3 separate regions of the Sus scrofa genome follow, and all the other regions are linked to region 3. A link is a contact called in public HiChIP or PLAC-seq data. All regions are on one chromosome and are shown on one strand. Each heading gives the region's core, a stretch centred on a gene start, on an enhancer-like site or on the middle of the called end of the contact. The rest is flanking DNA. Distances are from core to core; before and after follow the strand shown.

Region 1 (2,700 bases), core at 187-2,686, 350 kb before region 3:
GCAGACCCAGAAGATGGCAAACTAGCGTCTCAAAAAACCATCTTGCCTCAGCCGACTTCAGACTCCTCTTATATAGAGAAAGGGGAGGGGGAGGAGCCAATGGTCATTCACTGTCTCTTGTTTGGAGGAAGGACCCATTGCAACGCCAAGCAGTGGCCCAGCAGGCCCACTAAATTTCTCCCACTAACCGTTCCTCGCTTACAGAAATGGGAACAAATTGACTATGGAACTGGAGATTAACCATACTTAAAATAAGAGAACGCTGGTCAGACCATCCCATGACCAATTTCAAGATCTGTCAGAGCTGATTCTACTGTTTCTGCATATAGCCCTGATAGGTACCTATAAAAGCTCTTGCCCATTGACTGTCAGCTGGGGTGAGGGGGCAGTGGGCCTTTGGACAGGAGTCTCTGCCCGCTCACCTAAGTTGCTGGAATCCAGAATACAGCAAACATTCCACCAAATTTACTTTTTTTTTCCCCACTATATAATGACTTTTATTTTTTCCTGTTGTAGCGGGTTTACAGTGTTGTCAATTTTCTACTGTATAGCATGGTGACCCAGTTATACATACATGTATACATTCTTTTTTTCTCATATTACCATGCTCCATCATAAGTGACCAGACATATAGTTCCCAGTGCTACACAGCAGGATCTCATTGCTAATCCATTCCAACTTTGCCTTTTTATTGGCTTTAGAGTGGCAAACAGCCTGACCCTACTTTCAGTAACTGTAAGTGTAAAATTAAATACGGTGAAAAAATTTTTGGCTTCTAAAGAGAGAAATAAGCAAGTGTTACAAAATTATCATACTTTCTCTTTGACATAACCACGAATATCTCAAGTGAACATGCCAGGCGTATGCATAGTAGGGACCCTCAACAAGCTTGGTCATTTTTTGCACAAGTCTCTCCCCAGAGAGAATTTAGGGGAAATTTTTTTCATGTTCATTCCCCCTATATCCACCATGACTGGATTAGTAGTTGGTAAATAGTAAGCTCCCAATAAATGTTTGTGTGGTGAATAAGCACCTTCCTTCTACCAACCGGTAAACTGAGCCCAGAGAAAGCGCTAGGTCCAAATCATTTCAAGGGTTAAGGGCAAAGGCAGGATGGTTAAACGAATATCATGAAGCCAGGCAGGGCTCGCTCAGCCTTAGTTATTGACTCTCCTCTTCATACAACCTTGTCAAAACCCTATCAAATCCTTCAATTCTCATGTTATAAAAAATAAAATAAAATAAAATAAAATAAAAAACCAGTAAAGTCAAGCGGCCTCCAGTGCGGGCAAAGAGGGAACGAAAGTACCAACCTACCGGTTTCCCTGGCGCCCGATAGACGCCAACATCCACTCAGCGTGATCACGTGTGACCAGGCGTGTCACGTGACCCACGGATCCAGCTCCCGCGCAGGTGCAGTGAGTCTCTCACCCGCCATCTTAGAAATGGCGGCTCCGCTGGGTGGAATGTTCACGGGGCAGCCTCCCGGACCCCCGCCGCCGCCACCGGGGCTCCTGGGCCAGGCTTCGCTTCTTCAGGCCACACCAGGGATTCCAAGAACTTCTAACAGCACCTTAGTGGACGAGTTGGAGTCATCTTTCGAGGTAAAATGAGCCGTGGGCGTCTGTGTTCCCAGCCTTTCTTTTCTGAAACGTGTGCAGGTTATCTTTTTCAGCAATCCCTGCACCGGCTTACAAATGGGGCGGCAGGCTCAAAGAATCTAAACTGCTTGCTTTATTCTCCACGTTGAGTGATGGCCAGAATTTTCTGGTCGACTGGCGGAGATGAGTAAATTTGTCCTTTCTAGAGGCACGAGGACTTGAAGTTTGCCCGCCACCCCCACCGTGGGACCCTTCTAGGTTCCCAGTCGGTTGTTCTGCTCCTCAAGGTTGTTGCCTCAATTCAAGGTTGGTTCTATCCTTGAGTATCCTTTCCTGCGTCCCTGCGTGTTTGCTACGGGCTGATTCTCCACCGAGGGGAGCATTGCACCACTCTGTCCTGTATTCTTTCCATTGGGCTCCACCCTTAAACGGTCCTAAAGTAGTGGAATTCTTGGGGCTGAGATGGGAAGTTGTTATTAAGGGCCGAGGGAAGAGGAGTTAAAGATGAAGCTTTGGGAGAGAGGCAGAGGGTGATCCAAACTCTCACTCCCATTCAAGCATTAATCCTGTAGCAGAGAAAATGGGGACTGGTAGGAGGCACAGGTGAGCTTAAGAAATAAGTGCTTAAAAATCAGGTGGCTTCCAGTGGTCTCTGAAGTGGAAGATGAACCATTAGGGTGTGGAAATGAAGTAACTTGTAATTGGAGTTAACTTTTCTACTTTTTGACTTTCACACATAATAGCATAGGTAGTAGGTAAATAGAGTTCATAAATGAGTGTGTTATTGGGGTTGCATGGGCAGAATGCCTTTTTTAATGGGGCGTACATTCAGAAGTTTGAGATAATTGATTTAAAGGACAGAGAAATCTTTTTTTTCTGGGAGGAGGATGAGATGCCTTTGAGGTGGTGCTAAGCTGTAAAGGAGAGGGACAGGAAAGCCTTAGAGCAGCATCTAGGCTTGAGATGAAGTGGCGGTTATGAGACTTGCTGAAAGACTGGCCCTGTAGAAAGAAGTCTTGGCCAGAGCCTACCATCAACACCCTAGTGCTTAAAACTCTTCAGTGGCTGCCATGACTGTTGGGTTAAGACCAAGATGGGG
Region 2 (2,700 bases), core at 54-2,553, 380 kb before region 3:
TTGGATTAGTTTCTGCTGTGCCACGATGGGAATTCTGAGGCCAGGGATACTTTAAATTCTGTTGTACCCCATACTTTCGAACAGAAAACATAGTAAACACTTTATATAAACTTAGGGGTTGTGGATGACAAAATCTTGCATTCCAAAGCAGTCAATCATAACCAACAAAGATTTGCTGTATAGCACAAGGAACTGTATTCAAAATTTTACGTGTGTGTGTGTGTTTGTGTGTGTGTGACTGGATTACTTTGCGGTACACCTGAAACACAACATTGTTAATCAACTTTGCATGAATTTTTAAAAAAAGAATGGACAGTCATATCTCTGTTGTGTCTAGCCCTTAGACAGTGAAATAGACATTCTCTCCAACCTCCCTCCCCAGACCAGGAAGGTACACACTTCAGTTGGTGGACCTCGTCCACCCCGCGCCCCGAGCTAAAAGCAAAGACCCAGCTAAAACCGGGATCAGACACTGGTGTAACATTTCATATCCTTCTTTGTGCTTCATTATGTTCTAGGAGTTCCATTCAACCGTGTTGTTGTTTTTACAATAAAAAATGTAAAACTCCTTTTACAAATACATTTTTAAACATTCAGCTCTACCGGCAAAGCTTCTCAATTCAAAAACAGTATTTGGGTTAACTGTCTTACAATGTTGAACCCCTGCACCAAATGGAAGTTCAAAAAAAGAGACAGTAGGAGTTCCCGTGGTGGCACAGTGGTTAAGGAATCTGACTAGGAACCATGAGGTTGCAGGTTCGATCCCTGGCCTTGCTCAGTGGGTTAAGGATCCGGCGTTGCCGTGAGCTGTGGTGTAGGTTGTAGACGCGGCTCGGATCCCGAGTTGCTGTGGCTCTGGCGTAGGCCGGTGGGTACAGCTCCGATTGGACCCTAGCCTGGGAACCTCCACATGCCGCGAGAGCGGCCCAAGAAATGGCAAAAACCAAAAAACCAACAAACAAAAAGAGACAGTAACAAAAATAACTCAGCGAGAGGGTCTTCCTTACTCAAACCTCTGCAATAAGTCTGCTTGCGACCTCCACCTCCCGGCAGCAGCGCCTCCACCCCCACCCCTCCAGGTGCCGCACAACCGCGACTCCGCCCCTCTCTAGTGCGCTCCTCCGAGAGCCCCGCCCCTTCGCCTCCGTCCGCAAGTGCAAGCGGCGGCGGCCGCCGAAGTTTCACAGCTTTCCCAGAACCGCCCTGTTCAGCGCCGCCGCCCGCCCCGCCCCCTGGGCACCCGCCCCGCCTCCCAAGCGCAAGAACGCTCCGCTGTGCTGGAGCCCGCCCTCCCCCTCACCGACGGAGAGCCAATCGCCCCGCCCCTGGCTCAAGCCTGGCACGCCCCCGGCACCTGCCCCGCCCCCGAGGCGCGCGCCCGCGGCCCCCGAAAGCGGGGCTCCTAGGAGCGCGCCCGCTCTCCATGCGCCACGTGCTCGTTGGAGGGCGGTGCGGGGGGCCGAGCCGAAAAGATGTTCTTGCTGCCTCTTCCGGCTGCTGCGCGAGTCGCCGTCCGACAGCTGAGCGTGAGGCGTTTCTGGGGACCCGGTCCAGACGCTGCAAACATGACGAAGGTGAGAGGCCGCGGTTCTCCCTCGGGACGCGGCGAGAGCCCTGCCGGCGGGCGACCGGGACTCCGGGGCGGGTCAAGGCCGCGGTGTCCGGTCTTCTGAGCCAAGTTGCAAACATTGGCTAAAAAGAAAAGTTCCCTGCCGTTTCCAGTTTCCAATCTCGGCTTTGGCAGCAGGCTGCGGAGGGCTGCCGATCCCTCCAGCATTCGCCAGTCGGCTTTGTAGCGAGGATGGGCTTGGAAGTGCTAGGACCAGAACTCTGCGCGGGAGGAAAATTTTAGCCGTAGCTACCGTTTCCCCTTATTTCATTATTTCGTTTAGTCTCAGTAACCCAGAGAAGGATGTTGCCAGGATCGTTCCCACCTTAGCTAGGAGGATGCTCAGGTTTGGTGAGGTGAAATGTTCTCTGGGGTTTCAGAGTCCCCGGGCTCCACACCAAGACCTCCCTCCCTCGCTGCAGTTGAAGGCTAGGAAAACACAGGTCCTTCGGGAGTAAACTGCCTGGAAGGTTTCTAGAGAAAAACAACGTCTCTTTAGAAAAAAGGAGAGACCCTTTATCTTGCTAAAATTAAAAGGAGAGTGCCCTAGGAGCTACCCGGTGACTTAATGGGTTAAGGACCCTGCTTTGTCACTGCTGCTGCGGAGGCTCCAGTCCGTGAGGGTCAGTTCTTGGCTAAGGAACTTCCGCATACCCCGGGCGCGCCAAAAAAAAAAAAAAAAAAAAAAGGAGAGATAGAGTGTCCTGCAGATTGCCTTCTCCACCTGAAATTGAGCTCCAGAGCACTGTGAAGAAGGTTACTCCCTGGCCTTGGGGGAGCTGAAAAATAGGAATGGCTGGGGGCATGGGGAGCACAGGCGTGGGAGTTAGGCTTGAGGACCAGAAGGGCTGTCCCTGGCAAGGAATGTTCTGGGTGGGACTTGAGTTCAGCCTCCCTGGAATCACAGATGGTGTCGGGACCAGATGCCTGTCCCCTGCTCTTTCTGAAACGGTGGGACTCCATCCTACTCAGGTAACATCTGTTTCCTATCTGCTTAGTTCCCAGCAGTGGAATCCCAGGCAGTGGGCATGCTTAGGAAAGTTAGAACCTGAAAGGGTTACCAATGCCAAGGAAGCCTATTTTCTTTGATG
Region 3 (2,700 bases), core at 189-2,688:
GTGGCGCAAGAACAGATGGAAAAGAGGTAAGAGAGTAATTTTGTCTTAGGGCGCTAAGATTACTCCTCAACTCTAAACGCCAAGATTTAATCGCCAGTCGAGCGAGCCACTATCCACTCATTAGACAATGCAACCTTCCTTCCTACCTCTGCTCCTACTCTCCTACCCATCAACCTCTTCCAAAACAAACACAACACACCCCATCCCATAACCCGCGTTATCCCCTCGGTGCCCACTCAACCAACCTGCTGGATAACAGTTCCACGCACACGACTCAGACAAAAAAGCGACGGGGGCAAGGTGGGGAGGTCCCGCCACCTCCCGCCACCCCCCAGCAACCCGCAGAATGACAGCCCCCAGGCCAGAAGTTTGAAGCAAAACGATTCCGACCCAACCAAAAGGGAAGACGGAATTGCAAGAGAACGGGAATGGGAGGTGGGGAGGGTTATGTGCGTGTCTGTGCGGGGAAGGGTCCATCACATGACAGTAAAAGAGGACCCGAGTCTTCGGGGCGTCCGCGAGGAGACCGGGGGGGGGGGTGCCGTCACCATGACAACACCCCCCTCTCTGACCAGACTTCCAAAGAGGGAGGAAGAACTTCAAATCCCAACCGTCAGCGCTCGAACGGCTCCTTCTTAAAGGGGTACACACCGCGCCGCCGCCGCCGCCGAGCGCGAGAGGGCAGAGTTGGGCGCCCCCGCCCTCGGGCGACGCCCCCACCGCCCCTCGCCCCCAGCGGGCCCACCCGCGGCCCCGCAACAGCCCGGGGGTCGCTCAGGTCCCCGTCCCCGGGAACTCGGCCGCGTCGGCCCGCCCAGCCCCCGGCGGCGAGAAGGGGGTGTGTGAGCGCCCGGCGGGGGCGCGGACCAGCCCGCCTTCCTCCCGCCGGCTCTACCCGCCGGCTCCTCTCCACCCGGGCGCCGACCCCGCCGGCCCGTTTCCTCCCTCCTGACAAGGTGGACGGCGAGCGGCGAGGGGAGCCGGGGAGTTTCGGGGAGAGCGCGAGCGAGCCGCTTCTTCGGGGGCTCGGAGAGCGGGTCCGAACTAACAGTTCCCGGGGAGCCCAAGCGCAGAGGAGGGGAAGGAGCGCGGAGTGCGCCGGGCGAGGAGCCCCCAGACAAAAGGCGAGCGCCGGAGCTGCCGCGCCGCCGCCGCTCCCATCTCGCTCCCCCATTGAACTGACCCGAACGGGAGATTCAAGTAAACCCCTCAGCCACAAACTCCTCGGGCTGCGGCAGCCGTCGCCGCGCGGAGCCGGGGCCCCGGCCCGTGTCTCTCTTACCTACACAGTGCATGAGGCGGTGGCGCCAAGAGTCGAGTTCCCGCCGGAATCCTCTCCTCTCCGCCGCGCACCGAGGGCTCCGGCACTGAGCGGCGGCGGCGGCGGCGGCAGCAGCGGCGGCGGCGGCAGCGGCCATTCTCTCTCTTCCCTTGTCCATCTGCGTCCCGCGTCACGCGCCCTCATTTACATACGAGCGGCGCAGGCACGAGGCAGGGGCGCGAGCCCTCAGCGCGAGCCCCGGAGCGCGCGCCCCCCGGAGGGGGGTTGATTGACACGTGTCACACTACCGTCCCTCTCCCATCCCCTCCCCCTCCCACCGCTCCCTCAGGGAGAGGCGGGGAGGGAGCTGAGGAGAAGGAAGCAACCTGCAGCTTCCGCTGACCCCGACTCCCCATCTCCTCCCCTCCCTCCCCTCCCCCCGGAGTTTACTCAAGCTAGCCATACTGCTCCCGCCGCCCGCGAAAACCCTGAGCGGGAGCGGGAGGCTCGGAGCCCGGCCAGGAACCGGCGCGCCAATGGAGCGGACTAGTCACGCCTCCCTTCTGCCTTCCCGACGCAACTCCGGACACCCGGAGACTTCACTTCCCAGACCCCTTTGCGCTGGGACCCCCGAAGTGGAGCTCGTCGCCACGGCGCGGTGCATGCCGGATTTTGTAGTCCATCAGGGATGGGTTCCTCTCCAGTCCAATTCGCACACTTGGGTTAGCATAGACTGCACAGCACTGCGCGGCTTGTGGGTTTAGCCTCTAATTTCCCGCGCCTAAGACTGTGCGCTGCCGGCGTCGTCGTGTCTGACCCAACCAACTTAACCTCCTTAGGCTCCGCAATAGAAAGGCGATGAAAGTGGCAAAAGTTGTCCGTCTCTTGAGGGTTTGAACAGCGCTTTGTGCTTTAAGTGCTGGAAACTTTTGGGGATCACAGTCATCCTGCCACAGCAGGGAAAAAGCAAGCCAGTGACTGGGCTGCATCCAAAATAATTGCCAGATATCCAGAGGGACATCCTGCAGTGACTTCAGTTTCCAGGGCGATGACTTCTTGGAAAGCGAGACTCTGTAAATATTGGGAGAAAGATGCGGGGCTTTTCACCGGAAATCGTTTATGAGGGTTTAAGTGTGGCTGAGTGAAAACTCCAAAAAGAGAAACTTATGCTCTGCAATAAGTAAACTCCTGGAGGGCAGCGACCCTTTGAGACATCTGTACCTTGATATCTTTCACCTGCTTCGCCCTAGTACAGAGCGTGGCAAGGGATTAGCACTTAACAAATGTTACGGAATGAATTATACGCTGCTCTAGAGAGAAAATATTTCTTCAAAGAGAGAGAGAAATCTTTTGGTTAGGTATAAACTCCAATGACATGTTTTACTTCAGCACCACGGTGATTGTGCGTGTATTTCTGTATATGCGCGGGGGGCCGAACT

Evidence for each region. HiChIP or PLAC-seq counts read pairs in DNA pulled down with a chosen protein or histone mark.
Region 1: a contact with region 3 is called in an H3K27ac HiChIP or PLAC-seq map of alveolar macrophages. The contact joins the promoter of MED28 here to the promoter of LCORL in region 3. A contact is called at or near these places in 1 of 47 Hi-C or Micro-C datasets (embryonic fibroblasts) and 1 of 2 datasets of contacts at active chromatin or transcription factors (alveolar macrophages).
Region 2: an H3K27ac HiChIP or PLAC-seq map of skeletal muscle shows a contact between it and region 3, with 3 times the contacts expected there. The contact joins the promoter of LAP3 here to the promoter of LCORL in region 3. A contact is called at or near these places in 1 of 5 promoter capture datasets (liver), 4 of 47 Hi-C or Micro-C datasets (embryonic fibroblasts, heart right ventricle, mesenteric adipose tissue and 1 more) and 2 of 2 datasets of contacts at active chromatin or transcription factors (alveolar macrophages and skeletal muscle).

What each region holds. Positions count from the first base shown.
Region 1 is chr8:12,622,689-12,625,388 of Sscrofa11.1, forward strand. MED28 (mediator complex subunit 28) reads left to right here and starts at 1,437. Exons shown (of 4, transcript NM_001243569.1): 1 at 1,437-1,604. The coding sequence starts at 1,446.
Region 2 is chr8:12,589,032-12,591,731 of Sscrofa11.1, forward strand. It overlaps LAP3 (cytosol aminopeptidase), which reads left to right and starts at 1,304. Exons shown (of 13, transcript XM_003356870.5): 1 at 1,304-1,574. The coding sequence starts at 1,473.
Region 3 is chr8:12,967,697-12,970,396 of Sscrofa11.1, forward strand. It overlaps LCORL (ligand dependent nuclear receptor corepressor like), which reads right to left and starts at 1,439. Exons shown (of 7, transcript NM_001195345.1): 1 at 1,283-1,439. The coding sequence starts at 1,439.